6 separate regions of the Mus musculus genome follow, and regions 2, 3, 4, 5 and 6 are each linked to region 1. Evidence: chromatin contacts called from public ChIA-PET, Hi-C, Micro-C and promoter capture Hi-C data. All regions are on one chromosome and are shown on one strand. Each heading gives the region's core, a stretch centred on a gene start, on an enhancer-like site or on the middle of the called end of the contact. The rest is flanking DNA. Distances are from core to core; before and after follow the strand shown.

Evidence for each region. Promoter capture Hi-C pulls out the DNA fragments that hold promoters and counts their contacts. A called contact is a pair of places that touch in the nucleus more often than the background predicts. ChIA-PET counts read pairs in DNA pulled down with a chosen protein or histone mark.
Region 2: a contact with region 1 is called in a promoter capture Hi-C map of liver, with 2.5 times the contacts expected there. The contact joins the enhancer-like site here to the promoter of Hdhd5 in region 1. A contact is called at or near these places in 5 of 39 promoter capture datasets (embryonic stem cells, liver, pre-B cells and 1 more), 1 of 15 datasets of contacts at CTCF or cohesin (large pre-B cells) and 1 of 484 Hi-C or Micro-C datasets (the G1E-ER4 cell line).
Region 3: a Hi-C map of the G1E-ER4 cell line shows a contact between it and region 1, with 2.8 times the contacts expected there. The contact joins the enhancer-like site here to the promoter of Hdhd5 in region 1. A contact is called at or near these places in 2 of 39 promoter capture datasets (hippocampal neurons and pre-B cells), 1 of 15 datasets of contacts at CTCF or cohesin (large pre-B cells), 2 of 484 Hi-C or Micro-C datasets (the G1E-ER4 cell line and myocytes), 1 of 115 datasets of contacts at active chromatin or transcription factors (pancreatic cancer cells) and 1 of 9 other capture datasets (embryonic stem cells).
Region 4: a contact with region 1 is called in a promoter capture Hi-C map of pre-B cells. The contact joins the promoter of Bid here to the promoter of Hdhd5 in region 1. A contact is called at or near these places in 9 of 39 promoter capture datasets (the C10 cell line, cranial neural crest, hippocampal neurons and 5 more), 2 of 15 datasets of contacts at CTCF or cohesin (large pre-B cells and pro-B cells), 2 of 484 Hi-C or Micro-C datasets (CD4 T cells and epidermal suprabasal cells), 5 of 115 datasets of contacts at active chromatin or transcription factors (embryonic stem cells, kidney, memory CD8 T cells and 1 more) and 1 of 9 other capture datasets (adipose tissue).
Region 5: a contact with region 1 is called in a Micro-C map of the G1E-ER4 cell line, with 2.8 times the contacts expected there. The contact joins the enhancer-like site here to the promoter of Hdhd5 in region 1. A contact is called at or near these places in 7 of 39 promoter capture datasets (the C10 cell line, cranial neural crest, embryonic stem cells and 4 more), 3 of 15 datasets of contacts at CTCF or cohesin (embryonic stem cells, large pre-B cells and pro-B cells), 11 of 484 Hi-C or Micro-C datasets (the G1E-ER4 cell line, the HL-1 cell line, the N1E-115 cell line and 4 more) and 4 of 115 datasets of contacts at active chromatin or transcription factors (embryonic stem cells, extraembryonic endoderm stem cells, kidney and 1 more).
Region 6: an RNA polymerase II ChIA-PET map of memory CD8 T cells shows a contact between it and region 1, with 40 read pairs. The contact joins the enhancer-like site here to the promoter of Hdhd5 in region 1. A contact is called at or near these places in 12 of 39 promoter capture datasets (3T3-L1-derived adipocytes, the C10 cell line, the HPC-7 cell line and 6 more), 4 of 15 datasets of contacts at CTCF or cohesin (embryonic stem cells, large pre-B cells and pro-B cells), 13 of 484 Hi-C or Micro-C datasets (the CH12 cell line, cerebral cortex, embryonic stem cells and 4 more), 22 of 115 datasets of contacts at active chromatin or transcription factors (cardiomyocytes, craniofacial prominence, differentiating embryonic stem cells and 14 more) and 3 of 9 other capture datasets (adipose tissue, embryonic stem cells and pancreatic islet).

Annotation. Positions count from the first base shown.
Region 1 is chr6:120,529,540-120,533,249 of GRCm38.p6, reverse strand. Hdhd5 (haloacid dehalogenase like hydrolase domain containing 5) reads left to right here and starts at 1,951. Exons shown (of 8, transcript NM_144815.2): 1 at 1,951-2,083. The coding sequence starts at 1,958.
Region 2 is chr6:120,976,727-120,980,436 of GRCm38.p6, reverse strand. All of the region lies in intron 20 of Mical3 (microtubule associated monooxygenase, calponin and LIM domain containing 3), which reads left to right. All of the region lies in intron 1 of Gm43915 (predicted gene, 43915), which reads right to left. Among named protein-coding and RNA genes, the nearest start is that of Gm43915, 20 kb to the right of the region's middle. Within about 2 kb of position 2,141, at least 121 of the 459 cell types and tissues checked have an H3K27ac peak or open chromatin away from gene starts, as enhancers often do. A contact at or near this core is called in embryonic stem cells, liver and pre-B cells, where this site is marked.
Region 3 is chr6:120,953,989-120,957,698 of GRCm38.p6, reverse strand. The region is part of intron 27 of Mical3 (microtubule associated monooxygenase, calponin and LIM domain containing 3); the gene reads left to right. Among named protein-coding and RNA genes, the nearest start is that of Gm43915, 3.0 kb to the left of the region's middle. Within about 2 kb of position 2,073, at least 77 of the 459 cell types and tissues checked have an H3K27ac peak or open chromatin away from gene starts, as enhancers often do. A contact at or near this core is called in the G1E-ER4 cell line and pancreatic cancer cells, where this site is marked.
Region 4 is chr6:120,914,998-120,918,707 of GRCm38.p6, reverse strand. Bid (BH3 interacting domain death agonist) reads left to right here and starts at 1,884. Exons shown (of 6, transcript NM_007544.4): 1 at 1,884-1,974.
Region 5 is chr6:120,890,995-120,894,704 of GRCm38.p6, reverse strand. Bcl2l13 (BCL2-like 13 (apoptosis facilitator)) reads right to left here. Exons shown (of 7, transcript NM_153516.2): 7 at 1,863-3,710. It overlaps Bid (BH3 interacting domain death agonist), which reads left to right. Exons shown (of 6, transcript NM_007544.4): 6 at 413-1,586. The coding sequence ends at 424. Among named protein-coding and RNA genes, the nearest start is that of Bid, 24 kb to the left of the region's middle. Within about 2 kb of position 1,979, at least 6 of the 459 cell types and tissues checked have an H3K27ac peak or open chromatin away from gene starts, as enhancers often do. A contact at or near this core is called in the G1E-ER4 cell line and extraembryonic endoderm stem cells, where this site is marked.
Region 6 is chr6:120,796,252-120,799,961 of GRCm38.p6, reverse strand. It overlaps Atp6v1e1 (ATPase, H+ transporting, lysosomal V1 subunit E1), which reads left to right. Exons shown (of 9, transcript NM_007510.3): 8 at 1,998-2,085. Among named protein-coding and RNA genes, the nearest start is that of Slc25a18, 24 kb to the right of the region's middle. Within about 2 kb of position 1,706, at least 87 of the 459 cell types and tissues checked have an H3K27ac peak or open chromatin away from gene starts, as enhancers often do. A contact at or near this core is called in cerebral cortex, epiblast stem cells, memory CD8 T cells and 2 more, where this site is marked.

The DNA.
Region 1 (3,710 bases), core at 702-3,201:
AAGGAGGAGAGTGAGCCAGGGTTTCTCTGTGTGGCCCTGGCTCTTCTGGAACTCCCTCTGGAAAGCAGATTGACCTCCAACTCAGAGATTCACCTGCCTCTGCCTTGAGAGTGCTGGGATTAAAGGCAAGTGCCACCACTGCCCCAAGGTCCCCGGTTTGTTTTTCTGTCTGTTTATTTGTTTGTTTGTTTTAAAAACTTTCTTATGAAAAGCATTGGGAAGGGGTGGAGAGATGGCTCAGCAGTTAAGAGCACCGACTGCTCTTCTGAAGGTCCTGAGTTCAAATTCCAGCAACCACATGGTGGCTCATAACCATCCATAACAAGATCTGACTCCCTCTTCTGGAGTGTCTGAAGACAGAAGTGTCTGCAGTGTACTTACATATAAGAAATAAGTCTTTACAAAAAAAAAAAAAAAAAAAAAAAAAAAAGCATTGGGGAAAAAAAAGTCACAGAGCCAGACTACACAATTCAATGAACTTCCATTCAGGACAGAAGCTGTGGTGTTTTACACTGTCTCTCTCAGATATGTTTTTATGCACGTATCCTGTTGCTTTCAGAGGGACCCTCCCTATTACCAGTTGTATCCAGACTTAGTGCAGGATGGAGTGAAGACTGAGCTCTGAAGATCTGGTGAGGGGTAAAATATGTGTTTTCACAGGGGAGGCTGTCACTAGAACAAGTGTGGGTACATTTAAAACCCTCAGGCTGCTAAATTGGTTTCTTTATATCATCATCATCATCATCATCTAGATAATGTCTTGGGGTGATCCTTCTGCAAGCCTCTGGAGCGCTAGGATAATAGGTATGAGCCACCACCTCACCTATTCCTAAATTAGTTTCTTATTTGAAAAGCGGGAAGAGGTTAAAACAAAACAAAACAAAACAAAACAAAAACCAAACCTGGACAGGGTATCCCCTGACTGGGCTTAGGTGCTGTGTGCTATGGTGGGTTTGACTAACGGCAATACATCTTCCAATTTTTCATCAACAGCAGTTACTCTGATTTATGATCTTAGTCCTCAAAGCTGAGAAGCAATGGACACAACGGAAGTGAGTTAGCGCGGAGTCCTTGTGCATTCCTGACCCTCCAACCCATTCTCTTCGACTCACTACTTTTTTTGGCATGATTATATCCAGGAACAGGTCAAAGACTAAGGAAGAGAGCATCTCACACCTTTCAAACAAAGCGAAGAGAGAGTTCTTTCTGCAGCAGGCTCCTATGTCAGGATGACCAGACTGACTTCCACTGTCCTTGCTCACTGACCTAAGCGTATTCTCTCCTCAGAGTGCTTAGCTGTACACATTACATGTTTGTTGAATCCATTATCTGACTTCTCGGGACAGTGCTCTTTTTTTTTTTTTTTACCTTGTTTCGTACACTGATCCCAGCCTCCCTACCAAGTGTGAATCAAGGAGATCTTTCCTTCCCGGATTTTGGGTCAGAGCCCGCAGGAAGTAGGACTGCCGCGCATGTTTACTGAGTAAAAGATTTTAAAGAGTAAGAAGCAGCACGCCATTCAACATTCTTTGGATGAGGCTCAGAGGATTTAGGTCTCAAAACAATGGTCTTCTTCCCCAATTCAAGGTTAGGCTGCCTTGTTCCACACGGTCACCCCAGCTCCAAAAAGTGCCGAGGAACACGCTCCCGGAAGTCAGCAGGTGCACTGATTGGTCAGGTGTCTGTCCTCCCAGCACGGGTGGCCGCGAGTCGATACTCGCTGACCCCAAGTCTCCTCTCGGGGAAGCGAGGGACCCAGAGCCTCGCCATTCAGTGTCAGGAACGCGCTCTCCGCTCCGAACTCGCAACCCGAGCCCGAGCTCCACGGTCGGACTACAACCCCCGAGAGGCCCTGCGCGGGCGGCCGCTGATTGGTTGCTCGGCTGTGCGTGGGAAGGGGGCACCGGGCTCGAGAGTGGGAGAGACACACAGTCTGCGCGTGCGCGCGACGGGCGCGATGGCTGCGCTCGCCGGGTTAGGGGTTCTCGGCGCCGGGCGCCATCTGTGGAAACTGCCTGTGCGCCTGTCTGCGGGGCTCCAGGGCTGCGGGCCCCGGAGGGGCTACATCGCGGGCAGCGCTGAGGTGAGGACGCATGGGGTCTGCACTCGCAGGGCCTGCGGGCGGGAGGGCCGTGCGGGCCACTGAGCATCCTGGCCTGGGGCCGCCCTCCCGGAGACCGTGGAGCCGCGGAACCCTTCGTCCTTCCCGAAGCGGTGTCCGGGTGCGCACCTTCCACCCGCTGGAAGAGTCCTTGTCCGGAGAAAAACCAACCCCAGGTCAGCCTCGGGTGGGTTCGCAGCTCCTTCCCGCGCGTCAGGAATGTGCCTCAGCAGTTAATTCGTTTCCACTTCTGCTCGAAGTAAGGGTTCGCGGATTCTTATTTCTAAAAAGGTAACTGTTTGAATATGGCCAGTAAACTGTACGGCTCAGGTGTGCAGCCATCAAGGCAAAGGAACTGTTATCATCATCATCATCATCATCATCATCATCATCATCATCATGTGTTGTGTGTATGTGAGACAGAGGGAGAGGGAGAGAGAAAGGAGTAGTAGGCAGGTTAGAGAACAACTTTGGGGTTCTCACCTTCCAGTGTGTGTTATGTGGAACTCATCTTCAGCCTTGTTCAACAAACTTTTAACAGCTTAGCCTTCTTGCTGGGCTTTGATTTTTTTTTTTTTTAATGTGAGTTTCCAAAAATTATGAGAGAGTATGAATTCCATATTTTTATTTTTCAAACAACTAATCACTTCGTTTTGGCGCACCTGCTTCTCTCTCCCGCTTTATGGCTGTAATACTTTAAATCCTGGAGTTTTTATTATTTAAACCCTAAACTGTGTGGGAAGCTTTAAAAGAGGCGTTTTACACTGAACCACAGTGCTATTACCATGCCTAACACACTTCTCTCGACTTATTTTGAAATTATAAGTGAATAGATTTGTTGTGTGTTTGTGTGAGAAGCCACAATACGTTCCCTAACTGACCTGTAGACCAGGCTAGCCAAAAGTCCTTGCTGACCCATCCACCTGCCTCTGCTTCCTAGGTGCTGGTTTTCAGGCATGTGCCACTAGGCCCGCTTTCAGGGATCCAGAGCAGTGTTGCTTGGATTCACAATGGGACAGAAATGAAATTGAACTGCTATCTCAAGGGAAGTGCGTCCCAGCTATCCTTGGGGTCACACAACAGCCATTACTGAACCCCTAGAGGGGTCTAAGCATGGTGTTTATAGAGAAATCCTACCCTCTTAGCTTTTCAGACCTGTATGCTGATTCTCTGTGGGAAGAGTAAGATGAGAAAATCAGACCAAAACTCTGAAAAAAAAAGTAAGGGCTTCTATGGGCCCTCTGAAATTTACCCATGAGTCCTAGGAATTTTTTGAGTTTTTGAGGGAAGGGCTGCAGGAATCCTGAGAGAGCACTGAGTATGAATGAGATATGCCGATTAGAGGAAATAGACTGATTACAAGGGGTGGACCTGAACTCGCCAGAAGCTGAAGCAGGGGATGTGAGCGGTGTGGCCAGATGGAGACCTCAGCCCCTCCCAGAATCCTCACTTAATTCCAGAACAGCCCAAGGAGTGATGAAAAGGGCCCCAGCTTGGCTGCTAGCTCAGTTTGAATTGGAATTCTGGACCCAGCGCTTGTAAAAGCAGCAGAGAAAGAAGCCTTTGACTCATTACTCTCTCAGGAGTTGGTTCTTTGATGGGGGGAAGG
Region 2 (3,710 bases), core at 892-3,391, 450 kb before region 1:
GGCTTTAAAAAGGAAGTAAGGAAGAATGAAGGAAGGAATGAATGAATGCATGCATGAGTGAATTTCCTGGTCCAGCCCGGGAGCTTGTTCTCCCACAGTTCAAAGAACTTGGTTCAGTCATCTCTGGTGAGCAGTGTGGTATATTTCACAACATGGCTGTGGAATCAGACCTGGACTGGAAGCTCAGCCCTACCACCGACTAACTGCAGACAAATCCCTTATCCTGTGTGCCTCAGTTTCCCCACTTGGAAAGGCCATGAGCTTATAATGAACATTACACAGATGAATGCCTGGTACCCAGTGGTCACCAAATTAGTGTCAGCATTAAGTGTCACTGCTTACACACCCATCGCAGTGCAGTGCCCATCCCTAGCTGAGTAGGCCAGGGATGCAGGTGTTGGTCTCCATCACCAGGTGGCCTACTCGACTAGGGATGCAGGTGCCGGTCTCCATCACCAGGAGGAGTAAGAGCCAGAGCCTGCCTGGGTCAAACTTACTGCCTCGGCTGATCATCAGCCTCTCTGTATCATAGCTACCTGTGTCGCAGATGGCTGATTGAGAGCCAATTCTGCTGTTCTGGGGACAACCCGAGAGCCTTCCTTAAACGGTAATGCCAGTCTCGGCGGCAAGCTGTGGACACTGGTTTCCAGGGTGTCTGGGGTCTTCAGGGTCAGCAGATGGCCTAGGAGATGTTTATAATCACCTCCACGGGTTGGATCACATAGTGCCTGCTGGTCTTAAGCCGTGTCACCGAACCTTGACAACCAAGACTCATCAGCCATCTAACTACTCCTTGTTGACTCCTGGGAAAGAAGTCTCCAGGTGGCACATTGTGTGTGTGTGTGTGTGTCTGTGTGTTTGTGCGTGTGCGTGTGTGTGTGTCTTCGCATGTGTGTTGGGGTGGGGGTGTGGGAGAGATAGATTGTCCAAAGGCAAGAGCCAGGGAGAACTGGACCCGTGTTTAGGAAGGTAACCTATGCACAGCCCAGCCACTGTGTTCGTTATTGCCTGCTCTCTGTTAGCTCGAAAGAATACTCAGAGGCTGGAACACTCAGAGGCTCAATGTTTAAGACCACTTGTTACTCTTGCAGAGGACCCAGGTTCGATTCCCAGCACCCACATGGTGGCTCACAGCCTTCTGTAACTCCAGTGCCAAGGGATCTGACATCCTCTTCTGATGTCTGAAGGCTCCAGGCATGCACGTGATGCACAGATAAACAAAACACTCATGCACATAAAAAAGAAAATTGATAGATCAGGGCTGGGGAGTGGCTCAGTGGTGAAGAGCATTCTCTGTTCTTGCAGAGGACCTGGGTTATACTTCCAGCACCGACATGGTGGCTCACAACCCTATGTAACTCCTATCCCAGGGGATCTGATATCCTCGCCTGGTTTCCTTGGTCATGTCAGACACACAGTTAAGTAAAACACTGGTAATGAAATAAATTAAAAAAAAAAACAAAAAAACAAAAAGGTAAATCTGAAAACAAAACAAACAAAGAAGCCGGTCAGTGAGCCCCTGGAGAACGTGTACCTTTTGCAATAGGACAGTTAAGGTTTCAGAGGACTCCCCAAAGTGGATGGCACCAAGAGAGGAAGGGCTGCTCTCCAAGCAGACCATGACTGGACAGGAATCCCTGTGTTCCCTTACCTCTGGCTTTAGCCCCTCTTCCAACAGAGGCAGCGAGGGGCACGGGTCCTGGATGACACACATGTGCCTTCTTTGCCCCCCCCCCCCGCCCCCTGCTTGGCAGCACATGTTGTCAGGGTCAGTGGGACCCAGGGGTGTGGCAGAGGAGACTGCAGCCCCTGAATGGGAGAAGCTTAACCTCAGAGTCAAAGCCATTCTCTGTTTCCTGTCCGCCTCCCCCACCCCAAACATGGGGGGAGGGAGCGGAGGATGTGGCTCGATTAGTCTAGCACTGAAGTTCAAGGTCATTCTTGCTACGTAGCGAATTTGAGGCCAGCCTGGACTATAGAAGGCTCAGGAGGAGGAGAGAGAAACAGAGCGGGGAGGGAAAGAAGTCAGGGCAGAGAGGACCCGTGGGAATTGACATAGAGCCCTTTTGAGGTCTGTCTTCTCAGAGCTGTGCGTCTGAACTAAATTCCTACACATGCTGCCCTGACAGCTGCTGGTTCTGAGTCGATGCTGAGGTCTGGAGGAAGCACTGAAGAGCTGGGCCCGGGGCTGGAAATCCTGTGCCTTAGACACGCTCAGCCGTAAGCTGGAGCTGTGCAGCTGAGTGGTCATGCGGCCAGGGGAGTGAGACCGAGGAAGTCCCCTGAAGTATGAAAGGGGCCTTCACAGGAAGTACCCATGGCTCTCGCGTGCTGGGCAGGCACTCCGAGCTGAATCATACTCCCAGTCCTCTTTTTATCTTTCTATTGTGAGATAGAGCCTCACTCAGTCGCCCAGGCTGGCCTTAAACACACTATGTGACTTAGGTGGGCCTTTAACCTCTTCCTCTCCTACCTAGGCCTCCTGGTCCCCATCCCTCCTAGAAGACTGTTTCCCTTTGCTAGGAAGAAGGAAGGTGGATGTTTTTGTTGGAACTTGCTTCTGTGTGGACCCTCCTCACTTACAAAATGTCCATGCTGTAGTTCAAGGCAGCCGTCCCACCCTTGTGCTGGTTCCTCCCCTCCAGCCTCAACAGACCAGGCAGGACCCCAGCAAGGCTCAGGCGCCTGCGTAAACCAGGAGATCTAACGTGAGCCTTGAGGCTGAATGTAGCTCAGTGGTTCCGTGCTTGGCAGGCGTGCGTGAGGTCCTGGATTTACACCGTGAATCTTGTGTGGTGTGAGAGCCCAGCAACCCTCCAGTTAGCCCCTAAGGTCCCATGGTAGAGGTAGCCTGAAGAAAGTTTCTACTAGCTCCTGTGGGTCTGTCTCTGTCCTTCCTGCAGTTAGGGAGGCTGCTGTGCAGAAACAAACAGAAAGGCCTCTTGCAATAGTGTACTTACATATAATAATAAATAAATCTTTAAAAAAAAAAAAAAAAAAGCAAATGCTTATGCTTACAGCCACTAGAGGGGGTGGGGTGGGGGGGGGTGGAGCTGACCTTTTGGCTCTCACAGCCTCTGAGCTGTCATAAAACGAGCTGGCGTGGCACTAACAGCCATGGACCTTCATTGTCTTCATCACAGAGGGACGTATTCATCACCCTGAATCATGTCCAGCACAGCCATCCTAATAACATAGCCTGGGCGAGGTCAGGCTGCACTCCAGCCCCTCTCTTGGGACGTCAGACACGGTCCCTCCCAGCCTGTCTAGACAATCCGAGGGCACACTGAGGTGGAGGGACAGAGAATTTAAGATGAGTGCAGAAGTCTCCATGGCCTCCCTTCAGATTTGAGCAGTGCTAAGCAGCTGACAGCGCATTTCATTAACAAGGGAGGCTAATGAGCACCCGGAAGCCAGTGATGGATGCGTTCAGAATTCAAGTGCCGAGCTTTCTGCAGTTTTTTCTTATTTTTCCTCTATCCTTGTGTGTTTTGCGGCATGGTCTCACTCTATAACCCTGGCTGGCCTGGACCAGGCTGGCCTTGAACATGCAGTGTCCCTTGTCTCTGCCCACCAATTTCTGGCATTCCAGGCATGCGCCACCATGCCCAACCAGATTCTTAGGTTTACACTTTAAGCCACTTCTCCCAGGTCTCTGCCACACACACCCCCCAATACACACATTACGATATGCACGGTCTTTCCTGGGT
Region 3 (3,710 bases), core at 824-3,323, 420 kb before region 1:
GTGGGTGGGCCCAGTCCCCTTCAGAGAGAGGGTGGGGAAGCATCCATTCATTCTCTGGTAGGATAGCAGGCTGTGAATGGCAGTCTGAAGCCAGGGTGAGGAGCCAGTGCTCTCTCTGGTCTCATAGCAGGCAGACTTTGGAGTGCTGTGCCAGCCCACAGTCAACAGCAAAAACCACAGAGAGGTTTCTCTGGCCTTTGAAATCAGCAGCTGGGGGTATTGCCTCGGTCTGAAGAAGCCAGGGTACACTGTCAGTTAGCAGCCTTCCCTGAACGTTTACACCATGAGCAGAGTCTGTCAGGGCCAATGGGAGAAGAGCTGAGTACTACTTGGAGTACTACTTGAGTCATGCAAGTATGGACACGGCACTAGGCATGGAGGGGGTAGGCCAGGTGGCTCCATCAGGGGAAGGCCTGGTGATGCTCACTCTCTGGCAATTTGTTAAGTAGAACTTTGTTTAAGAATTGACCCTGAAGCAGCATTAATCAGAAGTTTTGTGTATGGGTTATCCACTGGGGCATGGGCAGTCTCTCAGGGACCAACCCCCTCATGTACCTTTTTGACATGGCTTCTCAAGGCTTGGCCTTAAGTCACCCCCTCGGCCAACAGCCTCGAACTGTAAACCAACCAGGGCAGGCTGTGGTAGTTCTGCACCTAATATGTGTGTGTTTCACTGAGATGGTGTCTTCCTGTTACAGCCCCATCCTCCAGCCTGACTCGGTTCCTCTTTTAACTCAACAGACTAGAAAAAATTAGTTCATTCTTATCTTGTTCTCCATTCATCTGTCTCGTCTCCCTGGGCATAATGATAGCTCTTTATCTGCTGTCCTAGTCACCAAGAACCACAGACCTCTCGTCTTCCATCGCCTGCACCCAGGCCTCGTTTGTTGCATCAGGACTCCAAGTGTAGGACTGGGACTGTGTGCTCTTTATGGGGACTCAGTGCACTGTGTTGCTACTGGGTGTGCCTGCTGAGGTCTTCCAGGCAGTGAGTGACATTGGCACAAAGGTGGGGTGTGTGCATGCACATGAGGTTCAAAGCCCATCCCTATACTGGGCTCAGGTACTGTCTTAGGAAGCCTGAAGGAGCCCGAGTAAAGGATCGTGTGGCCCAAAGTCCCCTTTGCTTCCATGGTGAGTGTGCTCATGTGAAGACAGTTTGTGTCAGTCACAGTGGTCAAATCTTCTATCTCTGTGTGCCTTTGTGGTCAGGTCACACTGCTTCTCCATGAGGTAATGAATCATCTTACCACAGTGGGGAGTGCCAGATGCTCCCAGTTGGCTATGCAGGATCCATCATGCTGGTATAACCACCCAGTGACCATAGCCAGGAAGAGCAGAGGAACTTATTTCCTAGCAGTGTGAACAAGCCAGTCACAGATTCCTAGAACAGCAAGGGCCTGGACGCCTTATGTACTGGGTGTATTCCACGGGGACAGGATCATTCCTTGGTGGTCACATAGGGAATGCTGAGGACCAGAGGCAGTGGCAAACATGCCTCTTAGGATGGCGTTGTATCTCACTGAACGAGGGCAGGACAGGGTATTAAAATATGGAACCTACTGGGTGTGGTGACTCCATGCGACCCTAACAGTCTGGAGGCAGAGGCAGGATTGCACAAGTTCAGGGCCAGCCTGGGCTACCTAGTGAGTTCTGGGGATATATACAAGCAAGATCCTGTCTCAAGAAAACAAAAGGAGGGAGAGGGGAGCAAACATGGAACCTCAGTGGGGGACAGGCCAAGACAATGCATCCACAAAACTGTAGAGAATGGTTTGCAACCTCTGTGACATCTAGTGGTGAATGCAAGCACAATACGTATTTTTTAAATGCCATCGTCAAATGGATGTCAGGTTGCTAGTAGGTGACACTCCTGTGACTATTGGGAAGATGTGTCTCTCCTGTGGAGGAGGAAATCCATGCTGGAGCTTCTAGAGACTGGGTCTCTGACCTCTAAACAACTCAGTGAAAGAAGGTGCTATGTAAAGACTGTGCCCTCAGGCTCACATGGTACTGTACCATCTGGAAGTCGAGGTAAAGGGTGTTCTGGCACCACTGGCTTCATCCTTCAGTGTTGCTGGGTTTGAAACCCCTCAAAATTAGAAGAATCAGGAGCAAGGGGCCCACATTTGCCACTGCCCTGGTCCTGCTTGTCTTCAGCATTCCCTGTGACCACAAGGAGTCATCTTGTCCCTGTGGAGTCCACCTGTCACATAAGATCTCCACGGGCTTGCTGTTTTAGGAATCTGGGCTTTAGCTTGCCTGGAGAAGGAAGCCTCTGGCCACAGTGTGGTATAGGAGGAAGCCAGGCTTCTTCCTGTTTCACAGACCCAAGGCCTGAGTCAGCACTTGAGAAAACAAGTGCCTGGGTTTAGTTTCCATAGCGACACGTGCACAATGAAAACCAAAACCTTGATTTTACTCAAATGTTTATTATACAAAATCAAATTATTTAGGGGTTATATGTTTCTATTCATGTGTGTGCAAGCACATGCATTTAACATGCATGTGAGAAGCTAAAAGAACAACCTTGAGTGTCACTCCTCATGTGTCTGTCTACTTGTTTGTATGTATGTATGTATGTATGTATGTATGTATGTATGTATGTATGTATGATAAAGAGTTCACCATGTAGGCTAGACTGGCTGTCTGGACAGCAAATCTTGGGGGTCAGGATCCACCTGTTTCCACCTCCTCCCTAGCTGTAAGATTACAGGCACACCCCACCAAGCCTGGCTTTTTATACGGGGTTTATAGCTCACTCTCAAGTCTTCATGCTTGCAAAACATGTATTTTACGAACAGGCTTATCTCTCCAGCCCAATCTAGGTTTTCCTAGCCATCTAAAGCCCTGACAACAAGAAGTAACTTCCTTTTGCTTCCATCTGGTTCTTATGAGCAGCCTGCCCAACTACTCCTTCACCACTGAGGCCCACTAGGGTCTGTCCTGCCCTCTACGAGCCCCCTTATCCTGCTTGGTAGCCCTGACACAGTTCCATTGCCAGCGAGCCATGCTCTTGACCCTACTTTCCCAGGTGACCCAGAGTGTGTCATGCTTGTCTTCCCTGTCACTGCCACTGCCAGGTTGGCACCAGTCGCAGCAGGGAGTGCATTAATAAGGGGCTGCTGTGGATCCCTTGCAGACAGGTGTCGGCATGGCTCTTGAAGTGTGTCAGTGTAGGACCCTGGGGACCACATCTGTACTTTACCTTTTTAAACTGGCCCGTTCTGCATGACGACTTAACTCACAGTCGGCTATGCAGGGGAGAGGAACTGAGCAGGCATGATGCCCGTGCTCAGAGCTAAAAGCAGCAAGTGTGTGCCCAGCCAGCATGCATGTGGTATCCTGTGCAGGTCCCCCAATGTGCCACCCTTAGCGTCCTCCTGTCCTGGGTGCCACCAGATTCCGATTGCCTGCATCCACAGGGACCTTTAGGCACTTTATGTGACCCATGAGAAGACCACAAAAGCAAAGGAAACCGGCCAAGGCTTTGAGCAACTCTGGTCAGTGTGTGAACTGGAGAGGTTTCAATGGTTGCCCAAACACTGGTACTTCCTCTAAAAAACCGTGATTTGTGCTGGTTTGGTTCCCTTCACTGGGTCTAGTTCTGAAAAAGCAGGTTTGCCCAGTGTCAGGACATGTCTTCCATTCCATGCTAAGTGTTCAGTGGCAGGAACAGAGAGGAAGGAAGGGGCTGCCGTGGCTGAGGA
Region 4 (3,710 bases), core at 635-3,134, 390 kb before region 1:
ACATAAATGAATAATTAAAGTGAAAATTGGTATGTTCCATCTTTATGAAGTTGTGAAATCAGTTTCCCTTTTTCATTTGCATTGATTGCCAAGCACCTCGGAGAGAATCCCAGTTAAAAATATTACGTGTTCAGGTCATGATCATGCACGCCTTTAATCCCAGAGGCAAAAGCAGGAGGAGCTCTGTGAGTTCTAGGCCAGCCTGGTTTGCATAGCTAGTTCCAGGCCAGTCAGGGCTACATAGTGAGAGCCTGTCTAAAAAAAAAAAAACAAGACAAAAACAAAACTTTTTTCTCATTATTTTCCACTTTGAAATCTAGATAATTCAGCTTGCATGTTTTAAATTTAAAAACTCTGTGTGTGTGTGTGTGTGTGTGTGTGTGTGTTGCCTGCATATATGTGCACCACATGTGTGCCTGGTCCTCATAGAGGCCAGAAGGGGGGTCAGTCCCTTGGAATTAGAATAACAGATGATTGTCAGCCACCATATGGGTGCTAAGTACTGAACCCAGATGGATGCTCTGTAAGAGTGAGAAGTGCTTTTAACCAGTGAGCCATCTCTCCAACCCTGCCCCCGCTGTTCATCACCAAGCTCTTCCACTATGTGATTTCAAGTGTAACTTTTTTTTTGGCGGGGGGTGGGGGGGTGGGGGAGTGGGGGGTGGGGTGGGGTTGGTTTTTCGACAGACAGGGTTTCTCTGTATAGCCCTGGCTGTCCTGGAACTCACTTTGTAGACCAGGCTGGCCTCGAACAGAGGCCTCCCAAGTGCCGGGATTAAAGGCGTGCGACACCACGCCCGGCTTCAAGTGTAACTTTTATTGATCGTAAAATTAGAGCCATCTTCCTTTAAGAAGAATTGGAAAATATAAAGAGGAAAAAGAAACCCTGGAGATGGCTCGGTTTGTAAAGTACTTCATATGCGTAAGAACTGGACTTTGGATCCCTAGCACCCATGTAAAAAATAGAGTGCTGTGTGTATCTACAATTCCATTGTTATTGGTGCACAGTGGAAGCTTCCTGGAGCTCACCTGGCAGTCAGCCTAGGGAAATCACGCGTGGAGCTGGGAAGCTGGTCCACTCCCCTCACCCCACACCATCTCAAAAGAAAAAAAAAAAAGGTGGAAAGGTGGAGAGTGATGAAGGAAAACACTGACCTCTGGCTTAAATACACACATACACACACAAACACACACCAACCATGTGATTTTTTTTTTTTTTTTTTTTTTTTTTTGTCTTCTCAGATCCAGTTTCTCTGCTCAGGAACAGCAATTTCCATGGTTCTATTTACTTCCTCATACTTCCAGAATTCACTTTCTTGTTTCTCTTTCACTTTTGTCACTGTCACGTGTCCTTTGGGGGTACTGGCTGGCACTTAAGTATATAGCATTGGGACTTCTCTGGACAGGGGAACTAGCTAGCAGTTTGAGATTATCTGCTAGCCTCCTGGTTCTTTCCACATTCATCCTTGCTGATTCATTCCATGACCGAGAACCCCGCAACCCCCATCCCTGCCTTCCCCACAAGAGTTTAAAAATTCTGCAAGCAGCTGCGCAGGAGAAACAATAGGGACCTCCCAGCATCTCTGATAGGGCCGATTCTGACAGGGTCACTAGTCTTGAGTGTGCCAACCCTGCTATGTAATACATCAAGACAATGCGGAGAGGTCGGGATCAAGTATGACACCCCATCCTCACGAGGGCAGGTCGCCCAGGCTTTGGGGACTCTGGGGAGCGCAGGTTCCGGGTGTACCTTCCTTCCTGTCCCCCGTAGCGAGCCGGTAGGACCCTTGGGTTTCCGCAAAGTGTGGCCAGTCGGAGGGCGGAGCATCCGGAGGGCGGGGCTATCACAGGGGCGGGGCTCCCGGGCGAGCACGAGGAAAGGTAGGTGGAGTAGAGCGCCGGGCCGAGTGTGGCTCCGCAAACCTTTGCCTTAGCCCGTTCGCCGCCCGGTACCGGCGCAGCGGCGTCTGCGTGGTGAGTATGCCCACCCTACTGGGCGCCCCCACAGTTCCCCTCTGGGAGGACGGGGTCGGCACGGAGCTCAGTTTCGTATGCTATCGATCCTTCGTGATGGCGGGGCTCTTGCGCCTTGATGGAGGCGGGGTGAGGGCGCCGGCCACAGGGTGCCACCGCGGAGCTGAGGGGAAGGCACTCACTCGAAGGCCTGGGGCGTGCGCCACTCGCGGTCCCCCTCAGCGCTCGGTCCTGGTCCGCTTCGGGCAGGCCTCCTGGTGGACCCGGGGTCCCCGCGGTCGCGCGCCACTCGGCAGGTGCGCGCAGAGCTGGAAAGGCGGGCCTGAGGTCTCGCTGCGCTCCGCTATGGCCACCCACAAAAATCAACAAGGAACGGCTACAGCCCACAAATGGGCCCTGCAAAAGCCCTGGAACCCCAACCCAGGGAACACAGACCTTGGAAGACTGCAGCGAGGGGCACCTTTCCTACACCCGTGGGCACTACTGTGTGCACAGCTCACACTCACGCCTGAACTGTGAGGAAGTGGCTGACCCCTCCGCATCTCCAGTACCCAAAATGGTTTGAAAATGTGCACAGACTGGTTGCTGATGTTTTTAAAAAGTTTGTTGAATGGTTGGCTGAATAACCCTATAGGATTCTAGAAGAAACCCACAGTCTTCAGCCACCAAGTGGCCTGGGCCCACAAGGATTCACACATTCGTTCATTCATTCTTTCGTACATTCATTTACATACTCAACAAATAAGTGTGGACCAGGGACGGATCAGGGTAGAACTTTGTGGGTGGTGAGAGGCTGGAATGAAGAGCTCTGTAAAGGACCAGGTGGTGTTGAGTATGGGACTTCTAGGCTGGGCTTGACCTTCATCTGATAAGCCACATAGTTCTGAGTCAAGAGCATCCTGAGGACCCAGGCAGGGCTCCCCTACTTTCCCAGGCTACTGCCTGGTGCCATGGCCAGGATTGCCCTTACTGGAAGACTACCTTGAAGCCGGGTCTAGGATAAGCTAGCTGTGGAATGGAGCTGGGAGAAACCACAAGAAGGATGTGGACTTTCCACATTCCAGCTCTACCCAACCAGGAGACTTTGCAGCCCTGCCCCATCCCCTGGGACTTGGTCCCAGGCACTACCCTGGCAGTCAGCTCTGAGTGTTTCCATGGGGGGGGGGGGAGCCTGATCCAGTGCTGGGGCTGAGTTCAGAGGCTTTAATACTTGAGTGGGCTGAGCTCTAAGAAGGACTCGGCTGGGTGGTGGTGGGGAAGCAGGGTGGCGATTGTGTGTGTCCTGGCCTCTACTGCCTCTCTTGCCCAGAGAGGGAATGGCAGGGAGGTTGGCTTATTACAGCTGGGTTAGCAGGCATTTCACCCACTGACGCAAGGTGCTATCTCCTGGCTACTGCGGGGTGGAGTTGGGTACAGGCTTTGGTGATGGCAAGTGAAGAGAAGCCGGCTGGATGTGGCATGCTCTATAAAGAGATTTAAGTAGCCCCAAGGTGGCCAGGTTACTGGAGCTCTGAAGGATGAGTTGAGGGTGTACCTGAAAAGTGGGCTGTTAGGGCAGTTACTGGCGAGGCTGGGGGAGGGGAAGTGATGCTCACAGCTTGAGGTTACCTGGTTCCTCTTATTTGCAAGAAAGAATAGCCTACGGGGGGGGGGGGCACAGTGCTGGGTGCCTGGCCTCCGGAAGGAAGGCCTGATGACACAGCCTTTTAGACCTTCCGAAGGGCACTGCATGCTTT
Region 5 (3,710 bases), core at 730-3,229, 360 kb before region 1:
CCAAGGTCAGTCTACTGAGACTGCTGGAAAATGACCACGTGTTCTTAGAGTCTTGTGCTCTGGTTACACAAACCCAAGTGGGAGCTGGATGGAGATACCTAACCTGCACTAGGATTTTACAATGTTTGGGATTTTAGAACCTGTCAGAAACATTATCCGAGATTCTTTTGGGGGGAGGGGGTTTTTGTTTATTCTGGGTGAAGGCAGAGTCCACATTCCCAGATGGCAATGGAATGCAAGGCAATCCTCCTGCCTCAGCATCTGCAGGCATGCACCCCCACACCTGGGTGGGTGGAGCAGAGGACAGGTCTCTGTGTGCCAGGCAGGCACTGTTGACTGAGCAGCAGCCCAGTGCTTGTTTTCTAACGCACCGTATCCTCCAATGAGACTTACTCTGCTGCCTCTTTCTTAGGAGATGGACTGAGGAGCCCGCACAAGCCCGATGGTGACACTGCCTCCAGAGGAACCGCGACCATGGAAAGACCTTGGCCTGAAGACAGGTCCCAGAGAACAGCTGTCTCCCTATTTCCAGGTGGTGGGAACCCCAAGCTGGTGATTCACTGGACATCTCTGCGTTCAGCTTGAGTGTATCTGAAGAGTTTACGCCGGCTCCTGCATCCACACCATGTACCTTTGTCCTATCAGCTGTATGGGTTCCCACTTGGGAATGAAACTTAACAGCAGGCTGTAAGGCAGAAAAGCATCTTTGTAATGCCAAGTGACTGTTCCTGAGAGCCAGCTCTGGGCTGTCTTCACCATGTAGGTGGGCTTCTGTCTAAGGAGAACAGCATTAGGAGAGGTGCATCGGCCCATGAGCGTGAAGTCCACCCAGCCTAGTGGACACTGAAGTGCTCACAAGGCCTCCACCTGCCTTTGTAAAAGCCGAATGGCTGATCTCAAACCATGGGAAGCCCGACCGCCCCACCCCTCCTCACCCCAGCGTTTAGCTGTTTCAGGGGTCAGCTATTATCTCAAGATTTCTATCCAAGTGGAAACAAACTGAATCATGCACACGACTTATCTGTGTGGTGTCAGTTACACTCAGGCTCTTGCTACGGAATGCAAAGAACAACTCACATACCAGTGTCAAACAGAATGCACAGAAGAGACCTAAAACAGCAGCAGGTCACTCGGTTCACAAAAGGTGACTCCCAGTCAAGTCTGACACACTGTCTTGGTTGTAGAGCACAGCTGCCATCCTCTTTCCCTGGGTAACATCACAGAAGATTCCATATCAAAAGCAAATGTTCCCTCCGCTTCTGTATTTCAGAGACAAGGCCTCACTGTATCCTCAAGCGTTGTTACGTCTTGTGCTGAACTTTGCTTAAAGCTGGGATCGTCAGCACGAGCCGCCACAGCCTACAAGTATTCTAGTTCTGAACTCATCCCAGCCATGGTGGCTGTGATGGCTTGGGTGTATCATACCTGTAAATTAGTGGATTTTTCTTTAGGAACATGACCTTTGGGTGAGTATAATTGAGAAATTATTTTAATTCAGAAAGTACTTTTCATTGTGTTCTAAAAATATGTGAATTGTCTTAAGTGGTAGAAATTTGTTTCTTCAAAATAAAAGGCTCTTCTCTAGATGTTTGGGAGAGCTGTATCTCCAAATGACCTAGTACATCAGAAGGTCAGACCATCCCAGCAGAAACACACAGCTGTTTGGGTCACAGTTCTGAGGGCTGTCTTTATTCCAGCGACTTCACTAGCTCTGCTGACTGGGGACTGAGGTGTGGTTTTGTATCCCAGGACCATGTTTTCAACACTGAAAGGCAAACCAAGAGTGCATGCACTTTTAGAATATGAAACGTGACCTGAAATAATCCCCCAAGTAAATAGTGGACAAAAAGATGAGTCACCAGTTATCATAAAATCTCGTTTTATTGTCACCTCCAGGGTGCTTCCCCCCATGATGTTGCTTCTAAATGAAAGCACAGTTTGTAGACTTGAATTGTCACTTGCCGATAAAGAATAGATTGGGCACAAAGTAGACAACAGTATGGGAAAGGGGCCGGAACAATTGGAACAATTCGCAGTAATAGAGTGAGCAGATCAGACAGCAGCAGTCAGCTGTTGGCGCACACTGCAAATGAACGCTGCCTGGGTTAAATGCTTATGCTAGTTTAGTTTTTTTTTTTTTAAGATAGGATCTCAAGTGTCCAGGGCTAGCCTTTAGCTCTGAGCCTAGTATGGCCTTGAACATTGTCTTCCTGCCTTCACCCGAGTACTGGGATTACAGGTACGTATTCCATGCCCAGGATGGAACCCAGGATTTCATGCACCCCGGGCAGACATTGATAGCTACATCTACCTGACTCTGCTATGTTAAGGATAACCATTCCAGTACCTGGGGGACAAGATACCAGAACCACTAACAAACTGAGTTTAATCAAGGAGTTAGGAGAAAGAGGCACTTTTAGTCTCAAGGAAGAAAATCATGGGTTGTCAGAGCAGGGGAAATATAGGTCCAGGAGAAAAAGGCTGGCCAACAGATGGCCCATGGATGTAGGACCACACAGACTGTTTTAGGCCTCACTAAGGGAGGTGTGTAGCTCACCTTCCTGGGGGAAGGCATCCACAAACCTGTCATCTCACAATGACAAAACGTGGCACTGGCAAGAAAACTCCATGGATCAAGGTGCCTTCCATCAAGCATTGGGACCCACATATCGGAAGTAGAGAACAAATCAACTTCACAAGTTGTCCTCTGACTCCCACATGCACACTGTGGCATGCAGCCACACACACATAAATAAATGAACAGCTTTTCGTATCAAAATGTTTGCCGAAAGCTATCCAGTAACCAGCTTATTATTCCGTGCCGCAAAGGGCAGCACCAGAGTGACGTGCTGACGGAGGCCCCTGAGCTGACTGCTAATTTGGGCCTCGGCCTCAAAGGTGTCCCTGAGACGGTTCTGACCTGAGACACTGACAACATCGGAGGGGATGGGGGTGTGTGTAAACATGAGCATGGGAAGGACCCTCGCTGCACACAGGGACATGGCAAGCCAAGTTGGGTTTTCGAGGAGGGCTGTGTGAAGATGACTAGGAGAGCTTCCAGCTCTCGAATAGCTTTTTACAGGGTAGATAACTAAGACCACAGACTCGGGTCTGATGGGCACAGCACTGTTCTGTGGCAGAGTTTTCACTAGGAAGCACTCTCGTCAGATGAGTGGGATGGAAGGCTACCTCGTTAATCCTGAGCCTGAGGGCCAGGAATCCAAACAGTATCTCTAGGTGTCCACTCATCCTTCCGTGTGCCTACCCTAGACCGATGGCCATTGCAGGGAGGAAGGACCGGAGGGATCAAAACTGCAACAACAAAAACCCGACAAAAATGTCAAGTGGCTGGCCGCCTTCATATCGCTGCTTGGTGATGAGAGCTGTGTCAGATGGCCTGACCTTGTTTACAGCAAGAAGACAACACATTCACCAACAACACTACAGACCACAGGGTCACCCAGTGCCTAAAGGGGCAGTGGTGCAATACAAAGCTTGTTCCTTAGGTTTCTGTATTCAGCAGACTGGGTACTTAGCCTACATGGAACTTTCACAGAAACAAACACAGGCTACACCTAGGCTGCTGTGTGCAGTAATTTCACACAACTGTAAACAGGGGCTCTGCCACACACAGAGGGTCACTAAGAAAAACACTAGACCTGGATGGAGTTGGGAATTTTTCACTCACTGCCTTGCCTCTGATAAGCTAG
Region 6 (3,710 bases), core at 457-2,956, 270 kb before region 1:
ATGTGGGTTTGCTTTACTCGGCTGAGGGCTGTCTGAGTGGTGATGCAACACTTATTTTGTCTCTTTGAGCCTTGGCTTCAGTTTTGGTTTTTTTGTTTTTGTTATTCTGGTGGTAAGAGGATGAGACAGGATTTCATTCTGTAGACTAGGTTGGTTTTGTTCACAGCAGCCAGGAGGCTGGGATCACAGGCATGGCTCACCATGCCCAGCTGACTTGAGTAAATTGAAGCATTTGAAATGAGATCATGTCTAGGCGTGCTCAGTGGTGCCGATGTGCTGTGGAAACTGAGCAGACAGTGCAGAGACATCAGGTACAGGGCTGGCTGATCCTCCTGGGACCTTGTCATCAGACATGTATTGAATTTCAGAGAGCAGAATAGCAATGACGTGGGCTGGGGTGCAGCTCGGTAGTTGAGAGCGTGCATAGCAGGTGTGAGATCAAGTCCCATCATCAGCACCAAAGACAGACAAAGTGCCGATGCTTCCCATTGTGTAGTATCTTCAAGTCTAAGACAGCACTGTCATGGCCAGGTATACTAACATTTCCCAATTGACACACAGGAAAAGCTAGGCATGGGGCACCTTCCTGTAATCACAGTCCTTGGGATGCTGTAGCAGAAGATTGTCAGGAGTTCATGGCCAGCAACGTGGAGATGCACATCCTACCAGCGGTGTAGCTGCCAACCTGGGCAACATAACTACACCTTGTTTGAAAACAGAAAACAAAAATTGGCAATTTTCATGCTATGCAAGATAAATAGGTCAAGATCTGCTAGTTTCTGCCAGATGACAAGAGGCAGGCAGTTCTTATCTGAAGGATGCGTGGCTTTCAGAGCCTTTTGAGGTTTAATATTACAGTTAAGAGATTGCAGGCTTACTGTTTTGGGTTAAGTGGTATTTGTTTAATGTGGTTACTACTCCTTTTGGTTTCTCAGAGTGCATTTCCTCATCTACTACATCTCGTACACGAGACTCAGGTTGCTGTGAAGTTAGGAAGCTGTAGGCTCATCAGGAGTGCTGTGCTTGCTCAGGAGGCTGATCACCTCTCAGCCTCTTGGCTCCAATTGATGATAGAGTGTTTGAGGCCAGTTTGAACCATGCAGGGAGACCCTGTCTCAAAACACAGAAGGAAAGAGAAGAAAGCTGACACTCAGTGCCTGCTGAGGTCATTTTTGCTTATTCTCTCCCTTCCTGTCCTCACATTCCCCCACAAAACACCCAGGAGTCAGGATCTCAGCAGAGCAACATCTTTAGTGCTATGGAGACTGGAAAAAAAGAGGGAGGCACAGAAAGGGGGAGATTGGTACAGCTGTGGCCATCAGCCACCGAACATCCCAAGGAGGAAGTACCAATCCTTTCCCACCTGTGCATAATGGCACGTGCCTGTAATCTCCACAGAAGCAGGAGGATTTTAGATGGTAAGTCCTAGGCTAGCCTGGGCTACCTAGTGAAATGTTGTCTCAAGTAGTATCTGGGTCCTTGTCTGATAGTCCATTTATCTTGGTAATTGACAGAACTGGTCATTTGTAGGTGAATCTTGTTCCCCATGGTTCCTTGAAATACAGTTGACCTGTGTATGTCTCTTGAGTGCTGAGAGGCTTTGAGGAGTGAGGTGACACGTGAGGGTGGCTAGAGGCAGGCACTAGGCAGCCAGGCATGTTGAGTCACTGTCCTTCCTTTGTCAGCAGCATGCAGGTGCCGCCTCTCCATAGGCTGCCTGGTGACTCATAGCTAAGAGAATTGAAGCTGGTTTCTACCTTGCTGGGAAGGGCTGGCTAGAATTGAACAGCACGCTGCAGCCCCATGGCTGTGCTCAACAGTCACTGTACCCTGTGTGCGAGCACTGTGAGTTCTCTCTGACGCTGTGGGATTAGTGTTGCCCTGTCTGTACACTTTACATGCCGAGGCTGTCCTGTGCTGAGGGTAGGAGTCGGGTAAGTGTCGTGTCATGGACATACATCTCAAGCCCGTGACATTACTTCCTGTGTTCTCTGTAGAGCTGGTGGCGTTGAGATCTATAATGGGGATCGCAAGATAAAGGTTTCCAACACCCTGGAAAGCCGGCTGGACCTGATAGCCCAGCAGGTGAGTGCAGACTCTGGTTACGTGTCGGCTGGCACTTACTGCAGAGAACTCAACGCTGATCTTCATGTCTCCACATTTGTACACTGAACCCAAGGATACAAGCCTAAAGTGCTGGTCATCTTCCAGACATGGGTTAACAGTTTCTGTTGACTTTCTTAATCCCTTATTTAGGAGTATAGTTTCAACTGGGTGTGGTGGTGCATGCCTAGAGACAGGCAGATCTCTGTGAGTTCGAGGCCAGCCTGGTCTACAGAGTGAGTTTCAGGACAGCCAGGGCTACACAGAGAAACCCTGTCTAGAAAGAACAAAAACAAACATACAAATACAGAGTAGGTTAGCCAGATGTGGTAGCTGATTGGGAGACTGATGGAGGGTTACTGTGAGGCCGGTCTGAGCTGCAGGTTGGGACCCTGTCTCCCAGAGAGTGCAGTATGCTGAAATGAAAGTGCGTGTCTTGTAGCCAGAGCACTTGTGCATCATCTTCAGGAGGCCTAGAGCTAGTTAGCCCTCTGTGCTAGCCAGTCCTGCAGATGGGGAGTTAGCGGAGATGAGAGATAAATAGCTCAGTGAGTAAAGTTCTTGCCTCATAAGCTTGAGGAGCTGAGGTCTCCTGGGAGGCTTCATCCATCAGCAGCAGATGCAGAGACTCACAGGTAAACATCAGCAGGAGCTCAGGGAGTCTTGGGGGAGAGTGGGGTAGGGGTGAGCAAGCTGGAGGGGTCAAGAACACCACAAGACGACCCACAGAGTCAACTAACCTGAGACCATGAGGGCCAGAGTGTGGCCACCAACCAGGGAGCATGCAGGAGCTGGACAAATGTGCAGCTTGGTCTCCATGTGAGTCCCCTAACAAGTGGAGAGGGGACTGGCTGTCTTGGTCTCTGTTCCCTGCCATTGGACCCCTTTCCTCTACCTGGACTGCCTGGTTAGGTCTCAGTGGGAGAGGATGTGCCTAGTCCTCATGGGACTAGCTGTTCCAGGATGGGGTTCCTGTTCTCCAAAGAGAAGGGGAGAGGGCAATAGGAGGAGGGATCTGTAAGGGTAGGACGGGGGCGGGGGGCTGTGATTAGGATGTAAAGTTTATATAAATATATAGAAAAGGAAGGAAGGAAGGAGAGAGAGAAAGAAGCCACATAAAGTCAGGCATGGTGACATGTTTCTAGTTCCAGCCATGGGGAAGCAGATGCAGGAGGATTCTTTGGGCTCGTTGGCCATCTACCCTAGCTGAGTCATGCAAGCCCCAGACCAGTAAAAAGTGGATTGCTCCAAAGGAATGACATTTGTGGTTGTCCTCTGGCCTCTCTCGCACACATTCAGTTCTTTACCAGTACCTAAAGCTGTATTTGATGGAGCACAGTAAAGAAACTGCTGACATGACCCTTCCATGATAATGGTTAAGGCTTTTGTTGTAGAAACGAGAACAGCCAGAGGCATCTGGAAGAGTCCAGAACAGAAGGAGAAAGACGTAGACTGGACATGGTGAGGGCTAGCACAGTGGGTGAGAAGTTCCCATGGAGCTATCAAGGGAGACTGTACAGTGTGGGAGGACAGAAGAGATCTGTGAGAAAAGTGGGGCAGAAGGGAACAGATGGCTGTCTGGGAGCTGAGAAAGGCTAGGATGGCAG